Linked DNA regions of Sus scrofa: regions 1, 2, 3 and 5 are each linked to region 4. A link is a contact called in public Hi-C and HiChIP or PLAC-seq data. All regions are on one chromosome and are shown on one strand. Each heading gives the region's core, a stretch centred on a gene start, on an enhancer-like site or on the middle of the called end of the contact. The rest is flanking DNA. Distances are from core to core; before and after follow the strand shown.

Region 1 (2,700 bases), core at 37-2,536, 720 kb before region 4:
ATGGATAAGGACGTGGTCTTAAGGCCTGTTTGGAGGTAAAGTACTGATTTTTATTCAGAGCTATAAGTAAGCAAAAGCATAATTTGCGCCCCTAGATGTAACGCTTGTGAAGTTTTGCAAGAATCAGCTTTTTTAAAATATAAACTGCACGATTTTGACTTTGAATTTGCCTGATCTATTTTAATGACCAAGTAATCAAGGATTTGTTGGCTGACCCTTCAAATTAATTTGACAACTGGTGTCAGTAATGCCCCCTCCCACACAGGGCTTTTGTGAGAATTAACTGTGATCATTCTTAGGAACCCAGGAGAAGGGGCTGGAAACCGTGGAACTTAATTATTTCCCTTCCCCTTTTCCTCTCCTTCTACCAGGCTACTTAAAAGCACAAGGCGTCTCAGATGCATTTTTGTATCCCAGTGTTTGTCACAGTGTAAGAAAGTAGGAGGGAAGAAGGGAAGAGGGAAGTGAGAAGAGGAAGGAAGGAGGAGAGGAAAAAGGGAGAGAGAGAGGGAGGAAGGGCTGGAGGAAGGAAGACACAACAGTCCATAGCAAATTTGGCGGTCCCCTGTCCTCGGTGCAGTTCCTCCTATGGCCACATGATGGCGGCATGAGCCTGGCAGCGCCCCTGCGCTCTCAAGTCTGCCACTTTTCAATGGAGCCTGGGCGTGTTTGTGTTTGTGCCTGCGAGTCAAAGTTACGCCCAGCCTCAGCAGTCTCAGCTGAGCTGTAATGCAGGTCGACACAAACATCTTCAAGGGGTTCACGGTCTTTCTTTCTAGAAAAATCCCAATAGGAATTTGATAGTAAAAAGGACCTTGTGGTCGTTTTAAAACGAGGAGGTTTTCCTCAATACACAGCATCTGCTCCGCTGGGTTTGCAATCTGTGTGCAGGTACTGCAGTTAATGAGACACCGGCTCGCTGCTCCCAGGGCCCGGCTGGAGCAGTCAGCTGGTAGAATGATGGGAACTGCAGTCAGCAGCTCTGCACCAACACGCCCGGGGATGGAAAATGTGATTTGTGACACAGCAGCTTGGGAATAATAATGAAAACATAATTGCTCCAGGCGGATTGCTCTGTCTTTCAATTGCAAAGCTGCTCCACTTCATATGAGAGAAACTGTAGTTCTTAGCTTTTGTTTCTCTAGGATAACCAGAGGCACACCCAGCAACCGTTCTTCTGCCCCCGGTTACTTAGATGTTTATTTGAACCCCAGTGAAAGGCTGTCCCCTAAACAGAAGGAATCTGCCTCAGCTCCAGGCTCTTTGTGGCAGCTGTCTATTCAAGCAGAACCACCCAAGTCATGGATGTGGCTTTCAAACATGTCCATCCCTTCCTCTGCTACCAGCACATGCTGTTGTACTGTTCCTTTCTTTCTTCCTTTCTTTCTCTTTCTTTCTTTCTTTTTCTTTCTTCCTTCCTTCCTTCCTCCTTTCCTTTCCTTTCCTTTCCTTTCCTTTCCTTTCCTTCCTTTTTTGCCTTTTGAAGAAAAAAAAAAGTCCTTGCATATGTACTTCCTTTTATAGTTTACACACATTTCTCGTTCTTCATCACAACCCAGGAAGGAGGCAGAGGTTATCAGCGTGATCTTGCAGACAAGGACACCAAGAATCAGAAAGATGCAGTGATGTGTCTGGAATCTCCATTCCCCAGCTCAGGGGTGAAGAAAGGAGGAGTCCAAGGTGTGTAGCCTGGGTTTGAGTCCCCTTCAGCCACTCTAAGTTACCTGACATCTCTGAGGTTCAAGGTCCTAGTCTGTGAAAGGAAGAAAAAGATGCCAGCTGCTTGGGAATGGGGGAGGACCAGATGAGATGGTGCCCCGAACACCTGCTGTGGTGGTGTTGGGGGGGGTGAGTGGAAGGCTGAGTGTGAGGCACCTTTTTACACTCTTTCCCACCCTCCCGGCCCCGTATTCTGTGCACTGTTCCATGCAGTTCCAACAGCCTGTGTGCCAGGGGAGGTGGAGCAGCTAATCCTCCTTCCCCAGGCTTCTCTGGCTCACTGTACAACTTTGCTTGGCTTCTAAGGATGAACTGTTCGAGAGGTTAAGGTTGGAGGGGCCACTCCTGACCCAAAGGGAGCTGGCACTGTTGGATAAACGTTTCCCCTTCTCATTCTCCCAGGTGAATGGTTCTGAGACATATTTCACTCCCAGTCAGTCACTCCCAGTCATGCCCGAACTGATGCTCACGTTTCTTCCTTCCTATTTTACTCACTGGTGCTTCACTCATGGTCTTGGGATTGCTTCCAAAATAAACTACCTTGGTACAGGCTCTACCTCAGGCTCTTCATTTGGGAACTAAGGCTGGCACAAAGTGGGAGAGAAGCCAGGTCCCTGACACTGGGGTCAGGAGTCCATTTACCTAGGCGCGCACACACACACACACACACACACACACACACACACACACCCTGCTCCATATCTAGAGCGAACAGATGGAACAAGGGGTAAATTTGATGAGCTCTAAAGGATTTCCGGAGCATCTCATAAGTTGGTGGTCCCCACAGGGCAGGAGTATGCTTGCTGGGTCCCTAAAGGACCTGAGTTCCTGTGCATTAACGGACATTAGTATCCAACCCCAGATGCCCCGGCTGTAGCAACCACCTCAGTCCTGGAATCAGCATCAGGTGGAGCCCCAAGCTGTCTCCATGATGTGATTTAAGGGCTCCATTAGGCTCTGTGATGCAGATATATTTTATGA
Region 2 (2,700 bases), core at 46-2,545, 850 kb after region 4:
GTTATCCTGGAGCCTGGAGCCAGGGCCTGAAAGGCCTCCCCTCTGCATCAGCTGTCATGATGTTAATATGGAACCATTGCTGAAACCGGTCTTGCATCCACTTCCTCATCCCTTGATAGGAAAGCGCCCTTTTCCTGATACATTTCACCCATTATTCCATCGCTCTCCGCTCCACCCCCATCCATTCTGCATGCAGCGCAGTGAGTTTCATTCCTAAAGCATAACTGCTTGTTTTACTCTGGCTTAAGAACTTTATTAGCTCTCTATTGCCTGGAGAACAGCATATAAGTTCCTCAATGACGAGTTCTCTAAGACATTGAAAACCCAGCCTGCTGCCCCTAACTTGCTGCTTCTGCTCTCCTTGCTCCCATGCACAGCTCCCACTTGAGCTATCCAAAACACTCCTCTCTTGAGTCCTGCCTCTGTCCCGGAATGAGCCCACCTTCTCTGCCCAGAGTGCCCTGCTCACCTCCCCATGTCTGCCTTTTGAAAGCTTACTCATTCTAGATGGTCCCAGTATTGAATCCATATGGAAATAATAAAAGACTGTTGCTTGAAAGTCAATAAAAACAAAGTCTACATACAGGTAGTGTTTAATAAATGCTTTCCACATAAAATTTAAGGAGAGAAAAAAATCCTAAAATTCAGGGACCCAGAATTCCCTGGGAATCTCTTCTTAGGTGAAAACTATTATCATCCTATGCTTTCCACTAAATTTTCATAATTCTATCAAAGGGGGCACTGCTTTTTTTCCTTTCCGGAAATTCTTTTCATGGCTGGAGCCCCCTCCCTCCCGCCCAGCGCTGCACTGGGCTGTGTGGGAGGCGCTGCTGCTCCTGCTGCAGGATGCTGAGGGCGGGTAGCGTGTTTCTCGCAGCAAAGACAAAGACTAAACTGTTTATTGCCTCTCCTCCAAATAAGATGATGCAAGAAAAAGATGAGACAAGATGGGCCTATGAGCTTAGCGGATGGGCATCTGGACAAACGGTGGAGGATAATCATCTTTTGTTCGCAAATTAAAATAGAAGGGATGGGTCAAAAGGTGCAGGGACCCTTCCGTCCTTGTCTCAGTCTGGAACTTCCCTCTTCTGTTACTTATCAGAGAAAGGTCTGCATTTTGGAGCTCGTAAATCTGCTTGGCAGGTAATCGCTAGCCATCCACCAGCTGCTGCCTTGGCAAAAGGCGCATCGCCATCGCCATGGTAACGCGCAGGCAGGCAAACGGCGAGCAGGCCTGGCCCCCGGCCAAGGTAATCCGATGGCACTGGGCTTTGTTAATAGAAAGAGAAGAGCAGGCCAGAACCGCTTGCCTCTGCCTTTGCCAGTAAAGGCTGGACGGGAGCAGAGCGCAGGGCTAATTAACCGGCTTGACCAGCTGTTGGCTGCCGCTTGCCAAATCCGACAAGTAGCCCGGGCTTTCTCTAGCCCTAACCCTTGTCATCTTCCAGGGAGGCTGGGCCCTGGGGGAACAAGGGCCTTTTCTTGGTGATGTCATCTGAGTATTTGTAGAATTTCCTCTTTGTGGGAAAGTTCTCTGGCAAAATATAAAGGGATTTAACTTCCCTCGGAAGACCCCTTGGCCTTTTGAATTTTGAAGAAAGATTTTTCTACATGAGAAAGGAGTGTGGGTTATGGAGGAAGCGGGGTGGTAAGGGGGATGGGTTATCCATATTTAAAGTCATGCCTAAGCTGAAGCAGCTTCAGGGAGGGACATTTAATATTGCAAAAATCCCTCATCAGGTGAAAGAAGGAGAGGATTAGCTTCGCTAAAAAAAAAAAAAAAAAAAAAAAGGATTACTATGGAAAAACTAGTTGTAAAGGATTTTTTTCCTTGACGATGCCCACAGCATGTGGAAGTTCCAACTCGTGCCACAACGGTGACCTGAGCCACTGCAATGACAATACAGGACCCTTAACCCACTGTGCCACAAGGGAACTCCTGACAGAGGGATGTTTAAAATTCATCGATATGTAAATCAACTATAATAGAAAAAATAAAAATCGTACAAAAAAACGAAAGGAAATGATGAGTTAACTTACTTAAGGAAGACATGAAACAAGAAGACACATCTTCTCATCCTTAGTTATCTTTCTTTCGGTCTTTCCAGGTTCCACATTTAGATCTCATATATACTTCTAAGCTCAGGAATGAGGCCCAGGAAACTGAATGTAAATTAACCTGGGCACAGGAAGCCAGAAGTCGAGAAAAACAGGGGCTCCAGAAAGGTTTTGGGGCAGTAAAGTGGCAAAGTCAATTCTTTTTTTTTGGTTTAAGGTCAAGAATGGATTTAGGACCTGAGGATAACGCTGAGTCAGGAACAAGGTCCATTTAGGGACGTGGTTAGCGACAACATCCAAAACCGTGAATGAGTTGTGAATAGATGTTAAAGGTAAGATTCTTACGACGGACCGGGCAGAGGGCAAGAGAGGTGTTGTAGGGAAAAGAGCTGCAGCAGCAGCCAGACTCAGGTTTGGCTCTCCGCTTTGCTACTTATAACACTTAACCATTTCCCAAATGTCAGGCTTTATATATATATCATCTCCCAGAATCCTCCCAGCAATCTTCTGAAATTGTCGTGAATATGCATCTCTATTTAAATAATAATAAACCGAGGCAACGGGATGTTACGCAACTTGCCCACACTCCCTCCGTTGGCTCGCTGTTGTCATACAACAAATTACCCCCAAATATGAAAATGA
Region 3 (2,700 bases), core at 30-2,529, 760 kb after region 4:
ATCCAAGGAGTGGGCTTTGGAGTAAGACATCCCTGGATTCAAAGCCACTTCTGAGCCGTGTAACATGATCCAAGTTCTCTGAGTTGAGTTGTCTTTACAATGACTCCTACCTCAAAATGTGATAGTCACATTATATGACCTGCATGTAGGGAAAGGTCAATAGACCAATGATACCTCTGATAATAATTACTTCCATGGCTTTTATTTCCATGTTCCTTATGAGGAAGGAGTAGGCTATGCCATCAAGACTTTGGGCGCTAAAGTGGGATATTGCACAATCTCTGGATCAGACAATACATACTTCACTCACCAATTATCTGACTTATCAACACATTCAAAGGCACGGGCTACTGAGTTTGCATCGTGACCAGTAGCACAAGCCTTCCTACTGTCCCTCCATATCCCCATCATCTGGAAATGCCACCTAGTCATGTCTACTCTCCTGAACTTAGGATTTGCCATCACTCTTTGGATTAGAGACAATGAGCTCTAAAAACCCTTCTAAAAATGCATATAGATGTGACCAGTTTAGCACCCATCTTCACATTAATATAAGAGAATGGGACTGTTGCCCAGAATAAGTCAATTTTTCAAGAAAGTAGGGGTGGGGGAGGAGGAAGGGGAAGAGGGGAAGACCCTATCTAGGTGTAAATGGCAAGGAGGATGTGGTCACTGGATGTCAGGGGCAGTTTTCAGTCAAGAAGGGCATGAGGGAAGGCGTGCAGGTGATCCTTCCTGTGAAAACAGGGTAGTTCTCTGTGGTGAGTCACCTGTCTGGGGTTCCCCCAAATGATAAACACTCAGTAGAGCCTATGAGCCCATGAAGACAGAGACTGTGTGGGAATGTGAGCCAGGAAGTCTGACTCCCCCATGCTCACCTTGCTCACCTCTTGTGAGATCCCAGATCCAGGGTGTTTGGTCTTAGAGCCCATTTCCTCATTTGTCCACTGGAGTGGGTGTGTGTTTGAGGAGGGAGGGTTATTTATAGCTGCGATTCTCTCCCAATGTGACTCTTCACTGACAGATGAGGAACAGAAAGTGAGACTGAGAAAAGTGATGAGAAAGAGGGAGCCCTGGCCCAGCTCCTTCCTCCTGTACTGTGCTTGGGCTGATGAACACAGAGATGAATTAAACACACTTGCATTCTAGAGGCACCTGTGATCTAGTCAGGGAGGCATTTAAGAAAATGGACCACAGCCCTGGAGCAGCTATAAACATAGTGTAGTAAATGCCAAGGCAGAAGGAAGCCCAAGTGCTGGGCCCTCTGCATTTGACCCAGGGCAAAGGGGAACCAAGAGACTGTTAGAGGACTGGGTGGCCACGGCCCTGCTCTGCCTTCTTCAGATCCTCACCTCGGGCCAGCTGTGCCAGGTGTTGGGGTTGAGGTAGGCATAGACCAGTTCCTTCTCCTTACCATGTAAATGTACACCTTCTCTTGAGAAAAAGACATCCTTAGAAAATATAAGTAAAAGGACTAAGGCATAGTCTTAAAAAACCACAGTGAAAATTTAGTAAGATTCTGAAATTTCTAGAAATTTTCAAACCTGTGTTTCTTATTTCTTGTCTTCTTCCTCATAATGTTTAAAGAAGATAAGGATGATGATGGGGCTTAATATAACAACGACTACAGTGATAATGACGATGCTGCCAGTACTAGTAACTAAGATTTATTAAGTCCTTACTATGTGCCAAGGACTTTGCATGCACCCTGTGAGACATGAGATATATGGCTGTCAGTTTTGCAAATGAAGACACTGAAATGTAGGCTTGGCTAAGAGCACACGATTTTACAACAGGTGTGTCTGACTTCAGAGTCTGAGCCCTTAACTGCCCTGTCTGTCCCTGTACTGCTTCATGGTCTTATGCTCTTGGTCTTGTGTGCTGGTTTTCAAGGAAAACAGGAAAGGGGTAACTGGAGGGAATGAGCTCTACTCTAACAAAGGGATGCCCAAGTGGAGACATTGCGAGTGACAGATAGGAAGAAGAGAGCAACACAGACTAAACCACTGGGGTCAGCAATTAGAAAGTAACTTATCCTCGAAGAGTAGAGTTGTGAGCGAGTGAGAAGCAAGGAGAATTGTGGTGGACAAAGGATGAAACAGCTGCTCATAAAAAGAAAGTGATCTGGACAGTGCAGCTCCCTGCCCTTTCATCCTCCAGAAAGGGCAAAAAGAGAGAAGAAACAGTATGTTTGGAAGGCTTCCTCCTAGTGATTGCAACCTCCTTATTAAGGACTCTTTTCTCTCCAGTGTTTGTGTTCCCACTTCCTCTTTGGAGGTATCTTGTAGCCCCAACCACCCTCTGTAGAATTCATATGACTCTTTCCAAAAATCAGTAGGAACAAAGGTTGAACATTGCAAAGCCTCTTTCCTGCCTTGCAGGCTTTGCAGATGCAGGTGAGTGTGCATCGTAGACTCCAAGTGGAAGAAAGAGACTCCTTTTTGCTCAGCCAAGAGAAGAGAGGCAACTTTGCCACCCTGTGCCCTCCATCCGGTCCTTTTCCACGTCTCCCTTCCGGAAGTCGCGTGGGCAATATCAGCGTGACCTCCATTTTATGACATCTCTTCCAAATATCTGCTTAATGAGAGCCCCGCCCACAGATGAGGTTTCTCTATAACTTGAAAATTTTGGGGCTCTTTGGAAACTTTTTTTTTTTCTCTGAACAGGAGTGCTATATATAGTTGCTGCTTTTAAGTTCCT
Region 4 (2,700 bases), core at 85-2,584:
TCTCCTTAGATCAGAATCCATGCATTTTTCTGTGCATGATCGCGAGTCCAATAATAAAAAGCAAAGAAGACCCAGAAAGGAAAGTCAACGTCCAGTTTGTCCGAGGAGGAAAGAGTTAACGGTTTTCGTCGCCAGGGACTATGCTGACTCCCCAGGCAGGATCCGCCAGCTCGTCTCCTTCCCTCTTCTGGGGAGTCTGGTCCTGCGACTCGCGTCCCCCTCCCCAGTATTCTCGCGTCTAGCGCCTTCGATTTCCCCCAACCTGGGAGCCCCAGCGTAGTGCAAACCGACGCCACGGGGCGCAAAAAGGATTCGTCTCTACTGAAACCTGGGTGCAGAACTGGGACCTCCGAGCGAGAGGTGCGGGGGTGTGGGATGAGGGTGCAGAAGGGCAGAGAGTGGGTGGGGAGCAGAGAGTGGGTAGGGAGCGGAGAGTCCCCCGCAGCGCGCACCCGCAAGCGCGCTCCTCCTTTACTCCAGCTCCGGAACCGGCAGAAAGATCTCAGGGCTTAGCGCGTCCAGGGGGGCAAGCGGGCTCCCGCGGAGGTCTGTGTCGGTCTGCGCCAGCGGAGCCCGGAGGTGAGGGGTCGACCGAGGCTTTGGCAGCGATTTAGGGGTTTCATTCTAGATGGAAGGTGCTCAGTCGAGGTAGCTGTACACACAGAATGCCTAACACCCCCAACAAATGCAGTGGGTGTTTATTCAGAACTCGCTCTCCAAGTATACGTGGCAATGCGTTGCTGAGTTTTTTAAAATAATTCCAGGTACCATTTTCCTCCCTACACCTCTGATCATTTTTCCCCATCTACACTTACCCCACACCACACACACACAACGCGCACCCGCAAATACCCCCTTCTTTCCTCCTCTCTTCGTAGGGCTTATTTTCCAAACGCTGCCCTTTCCCCAGTCTTAGGGAGGCGCCCCCTCGGCCCGGGACGTGCGTGGCTTGGCGGTGGGTACACCGTGTATTCTCAGTGTGGAGGGTCAGCTGTTCCGCCCGCGATGATTTAAGCACAAGGGACCAGTATGCGGTTTGTCACCCAGAGCGCTGCGCCAGAGGAGCAAGCAGCAGAGAAAGAGGGTTTGAGCGGGAGCAAAAGAAAATGGTAGGCGCGCGCAGTTAATTCATGCGGCACTCTTACTCTGTTTACATCCGAAAGCTCTGCGCACTGGAGTGCCAGGCTCAAAGGGCTGAGTCTCCTCCCTCCCAACCACCCAACCCCTCCCTCCCTCCCCGGGCTGAAGCGCCCCTCCCGGGTTCCCAAAGCCGAGGGCGGGGGGAAAAAGAAAAAAAAGATCCGCTCTCGCGAATCCCCGCCCACCGGCCCTTTATAGGCGAGGGTCTGCGCGGCTGAGGACCCTCCGGCTGCGCATCTCTCGGCTGCCGCCGCCTTTGCCGCACCCCGGCCACCGCTAGGCTCCCCACTGCCTCTGGAAGGGCAGGGCTATACAGAGGCTTGGCGGGAAAAAGAGCACGGAGGGGAGGGGTGTTCCTAGCAGTATAAAAGCCGGTTTTCTGGGCTTTCTCTGACTCGCTGTAGTAATTCCAGCGAGAGGCAGAGGGAGCGAGCGGGCGGGCCCTCCAGGGTGGAAGAGCAGAGCCGGCCGAGCAAGCTGAGTCGCGCTCTGGGCGCCCGGGGGAAGGGAGATCCGGAGTGAAAGAGGGTCTTCGCCTCCGTCCCGGCCGCCCCCACCCCACCCTGCCCGCCGACCCCTGCCAGCGGTCCGCCACCCGCGCCGCATCCACGAAACTTTGCCCACTGCAGCGGGCGGGTACTTTCCACTGGAACTTACAACACCCGAGCGACAACGCGACTCTCCGGACGCGGAGAGGCTATTCTGCCTATTTGGGGAGACACTTTTCCCTGTCGCTGCCCACGACTCGCTCCTCTGAAAGGCGCTCCTCGCCGCTTTTTGGACGCTGGATTTCCTTCGGATAGTGGAAAACCCGGTGAGCACCCAGACCTATTTGTCTTTTAATTTCTTCTTGCTACCGCTTTCAATCCGCGATGAGTCGAATGCCCGAATTGGGGTGTCTTTTCTCCCATTCCTGCTCTATTGACACTTTTCTCAGAGTAGTTGTGGTTGGTCGGGGTAGGGTGGGGACGAACCAGAGCTGGGTCGGGGTGCAATGACTTGTCAAGAAGGAAGAGAGGAAGGCAGAGGGAGAACGGGGTGCTTTTTTTTGAAAGTAGCCTTTAGAGGGGTTGGTTGTTTTTGTGTATTTTTGTTTTAATGTAGATGAACGCTGACCTCGGCCGGCTGGGCATTCTTGCTTTATTGCATTTGATTGCTTTTTTGCCTTTTGGAGGGAGAAGGGGGGTATGCTTCGCAGTGGGCAGAAAACCCTTTACGTCCTGAGCTCCTAGGAGTAAGAATTACATATTGCGTGTGGAGCGAGAGCTCCGCAGCCTCTGACTTTTTGCCGTCTCCGAAAGGGCATTTAAATTTCGGCTTACCGCATTTGTGACAGCGGAGACTGCGGCGAGTCCCGCCCGCCGATCCCCGCGGCGCTTCAATTCGCCCCCCGGCTCCTCTTAGAAGTTGGCGTTTGGCTTTTTAAAAGAATAATGAAATTAAAGCTCTTGGTCCTCGGAGATGTTAAGACTTGGTGTTGGGGAAGCGCGGGGACGGGGGAGAGGGAGGCTGGCGCAAAGATGTGTCCGATTCTCCTGGAATTATTGACTCGGGGGAAAA
Region 5 (2,801 bases), core at 128-2,627, 760 kb before region 4:
TATTCTACTATTGTTGGGTAGATTGTTCTGTATATGTCAATTAGATTTTACTGTTTGGTTGTATTGCTCCATTCTATAACTTTGCTGATTTTCTGTCTGGTAGTTCTGTTACTTTCTATGAGTAAAGTGTTAAGAGTCCTCAACTACAGTTCTTCTTTCAGCTTTATGAGTTTTTGTTTTATATGTTTTGAGGGTTTGTTCTTTAGTGCATATATATTTAGGATTACTATTTTCCTGTAGATTGTTTTATCATCATGTGATGCCCCAACCATATATATTACTTTATTATATATACATGTATATCACACATATGTATATGCTCTATTATTCATGTGTATGAGTACAATTGAAAGATAATGGATTATATAGTAATGTTAGTATACAATCCATTGTCTTTTGGTATTACTCTGTTTTCTTTCTTTTTCTTTTTTTTTGTTATCTTTTTGTGATTTCTTGGGCTGCCCCCGTGGCATTTGGAGGTTCCCAGGCTAGGCGTCTAATCGGAGCTGTAGCTGCCGGCCTACACCAGAGCCACAGCTACGCAGGATCTGAGCCACGTCTGTGACCTACACCACAGCTCACGACAATGCTGGATCCTTAACCCACTGAGCAAGGCCAGGGATCGAACCTGCAACCTCATGCTTCCTAGTTGGCTTCGTTTCCTCTTTGCCACAACAGGAGCTCCCTGATCTCTTCTTTCTTATTGTTGCCCTCCGTCCTTTCTGGCTTCTTTATTCCTCATCCCTCCTCTCCTCAGTCTCAGTGTTCACAGTAGGCATAAACTTCACTGTAGCACATACGCCACTGTGTCGTAATCCCCTGTTTATGTGGCTCTCTCCACCTTGTTCCTGATGAGTTCCTCAAGGTCGGTGACTGCACCTTATTTATCTTTGTGAATGTGGTGTTGAAAAGCTCTGAGAGCTGATCAGTACGTTCTGATAGCATTTCGGTCTCATTACATGTAACCATAGAGGTGGTCATTGCTCCCGGTCAGCTATTCCTTTTGAGTACGAAATGTCCTAGTTTCAGAGGCAATTAAGCTTTCCTTTTGAATGATGCACTCTTTTAATTGGCTGATGGACAAAAATATGATCAGGGAATCCTAGTCAAGCATGTAGACCTCTGGATTCAGCAGGAAATGTGAGCATCGGGGCCCTCCACAGTCTCTGAACCTCTTTTTGATTTGCTTTTCGGAAGAGGCTCTATGGGGTGAAATCATGGCTGTGGTGCAAGCAGTCAGGATGAGAACTGCTGGCTCATTGGAATGGCTCCCCCCACCCACCCCGAATCCACAAGTGGCAAGACCAACAGCTGTGCTACACCGCTGCCTGCATCTTTCAAGACTTTACTGACTGCTTCCAGGGTTCCCTGGCCTATGAATCATCCCTCTCCTGTTACTCATCGCTTACGAGCCTCACAAGCGATACTGACATTGTTTGAATCCAGGCATCCTGAATCAGAAAGTGTCCCCAAACCCCAGACTCCCTACGCTGCTCCGTGGGGGCTAGAAATCTTCTCCTATCTTACTCCACAAAGGAAGTGATATTCTCCCAGGAGCACCAGTCCCGGCCACCCTGGCCGCTGATAACAAGCCTCCTGTCATCCACGGGCTAAGGCCCCTCCCACCTCCTTTCTTACTTTTTAGTAACAGCAGCAGCTGCCTCAAGTCATACAGTTTCTTCTTGTTACTCTTGATCTTTCTTTCTTCAAAAAAAAGGTTAACAGAGTCTTTACCTTCCTCAGACTGCTTTCCCAATGTGAGGCCAAGAGATTAAATTGTCCCCCCTGGGGGGGGGGGTGAGACTCGGACCCACCAGCTGTGGCTGCTGGCTTCCCCTGATTGTCAGTGACTTCATTGAAAACCTATGTGTGATCTTTCAACATGTCCACAAGTGGACGGAGGAAAAAAAACTCGCTGCTGGAAAAAAATTTCCTGATGTGTCACTAAGTGCATACACATGATGAAACGGGAGCTCAGGACAGTCATTTCAAATGACTCCCTGGCCTCTCTGTCTTCCTGTCTTCGGAGTTTAGCAGCCAGATTCCAGAGCTTTGCCACACAGAGAGTCGAGTCTTTGAGCTGGGCAAGCAGGGGGTTCTGGAGGGAAGCAGGAAGTGTGAGCAAGGCCTGGTCACCCACTCAAGGCCCATGTCAGTGCCTTGGGCAGTTCAGTCACAGAGTTCCTAGGAGTCAGAGAGCACTCTCAGCCTGTTCAGGCATCCTTTTAGCAAATAAACACTGGGATAGGTCCTACAGATGGAGTGGCTTCTCTCAGGGCACTTACAGTCTAGTGGGGGAGTGGGATATTGCCCAAGTAAATATGACTGAAATGTAGGAGGCTTGGCCGCAGTGGGAAATAAAAGGGGATGACTTACTTTGTCTGGGGTGGAGGAGAGCCACAAGCCTCTGAGCAGAAGCTGGCCCTGCAGTTAAATTTAGCACGTTCCCTCATTCACTCAGCATTATTGAGTTTTTACAAAGCCAGTCACTATGTTATGTGTTATGAATACAAATATAAATGAGACATGGCACCTACCCTCCCAGCCTTTCCATGGTGGAGAGATACGTAAATATTCAATTTATATATATATATATATATATATATATATATATAGTCTTTTTAGCACCGCACCCAGGGCATATGGAGGTTCCTAGCCTAGGGATCAGATCAGAGCTGCAGCTACCAGCTTATGCCACAGCCACAGCAATGTGGGATCCAAGCTGTGTCTGCGACCTACACCACAGCTCATGGCAACACTGGATCCTTAACCCACTGAGTGAGGCCAGTGATCAAACCTGC

The links. Hi-C and Micro-C count contacts between places; a contact is called where the count stands out from the background. HiChIP or PLAC-seq counts read pairs in DNA pulled down with a chosen protein or histone mark.
Region 1: a Hi-C map of subcutaneous adipose tissue shows a contact between it and region 4, with 2.5 times the contacts expected there. The contact joins the enhancer-like site here to the promoter of MYC in region 4. A contact is called at or near these places in 2 of 5 promoter capture datasets (fetal skeletal muscle and liver), 11 of 47 Hi-C or Micro-C datasets (alveolar macrophages, brain, embryonic fibroblasts and 6 more) and 1 of 2 datasets of contacts at active chromatin or transcription factors (skeletal muscle).
Region 2: a contact with region 4 is called in an H3K27ac HiChIP or PLAC-seq map of skeletal muscle, with 11 times the contacts expected there. The contact joins the enhancer-like site here to the promoter of MYC in region 4. A contact is called at or near these places in 2 of 5 promoter capture datasets (fetal skeletal muscle and liver), 12 of 47 Hi-C or Micro-C datasets (alveolar macrophages, blood, embryonic fibroblasts and 9 more) and 1 of 2 datasets of contacts at active chromatin or transcription factors (skeletal muscle).
Region 3: a Hi-C map of alveolar macrophages shows a contact between it and region 4, with 5 times the contacts expected there. The contact joins the enhancer-like site here to the promoter of MYC in region 4. A contact is called at or near these places in 3 of 5 promoter capture datasets (fetal liver and liver), 15 of 47 Hi-C or Micro-C datasets (alveolar macrophages, blood, embryonic fibroblasts and 8 more) and 1 of 2 datasets of contacts at active chromatin or transcription factors (skeletal muscle).
Region 5: a contact with region 4 is called in a Hi-C map of embryonic fibroblasts, with 2.3 times the contacts expected there. The contact joins the enhancer-like site here to the promoter of MYC in region 4. A contact is called at or near these places in 1 of 5 promoter capture datasets (fetal skeletal muscle), 4 of 47 Hi-C or Micro-C datasets (embryonic fibroblasts, fetal skeletal muscle and fibroblasts) and 1 of 2 datasets of contacts at active chromatin or transcription factors (skeletal muscle).

What each region holds. Positions count from the first base shown.
Region 1 is chr4:13,182,052-13,184,751 of Sscrofa11.1, reverse strand. No RefSeq gene overlaps it. Among named protein-coding and RNA genes, the nearest start is that of FAM84B, 260 kb to the left of the region's middle. Within about 2 kb of position 1,286, at least 22 of the 83 cell types and tissues checked have an H3K27ac peak or open chromatin away from gene starts, as enhancers often do. A contact at or near this core is called in retroperitoneal adipose tissue, skeletal muscle and subcutaneous adipose tissue, where this site is marked.
Region 2 is chr4:11,609,041-11,611,740 of Sscrofa11.1, reverse strand. No RefSeq gene overlaps it. Among named protein-coding and RNA genes, the nearest start is that of MYC, 850 kb to the left of the region's middle. Within about 2 kb of position 1,295, at least 27 of the 83 cell types and tissues checked have an H3K27ac peak or open chromatin away from gene starts, as enhancers often do. A contact at or near this core is called in fetal skeletal muscle and skeletal muscle, where this site is marked.
Region 3 is chr4:11,701,125-11,703,824 of Sscrofa11.1, reverse strand. No RefSeq gene overlaps it. Among named protein-coding and RNA genes, the nearest start is that of MYC, 760 kb to the left of the region's middle. Within about 2 kb of position 1,279, at least 14 of the 83 cell types and tissues checked have an H3K27ac peak or open chromatin away from gene starts, as enhancers often do. A contact at or near this core is called in alveolar macrophages, where this site is marked.
Region 4 is chr4:12,458,994-12,461,693 of Sscrofa11.1, reverse strand. It overlaps MYC (MYC proto-oncogene, bHLH transcription factor), which reads left to right and starts at 1,334. Exons shown (of 4, transcript NM_001005154.1): 1 at 1,334-1,954. The coding sequence starts at 1,925.
Region 5 is chr4:13,222,762-13,225,562 of Sscrofa11.1, reverse strand. No RefSeq gene overlaps it. Among named protein-coding and RNA genes, the nearest start is that of FAM84B, 220 kb to the left of the region's middle. Within about 2 kb of position 1,377, at least 16 of the 83 cell types and tissues checked have an H3K27ac peak or open chromatin away from gene starts, as enhancers often do. A contact at or near this core is called in embryonic fibroblasts and fetal skeletal muscle, where this site is marked.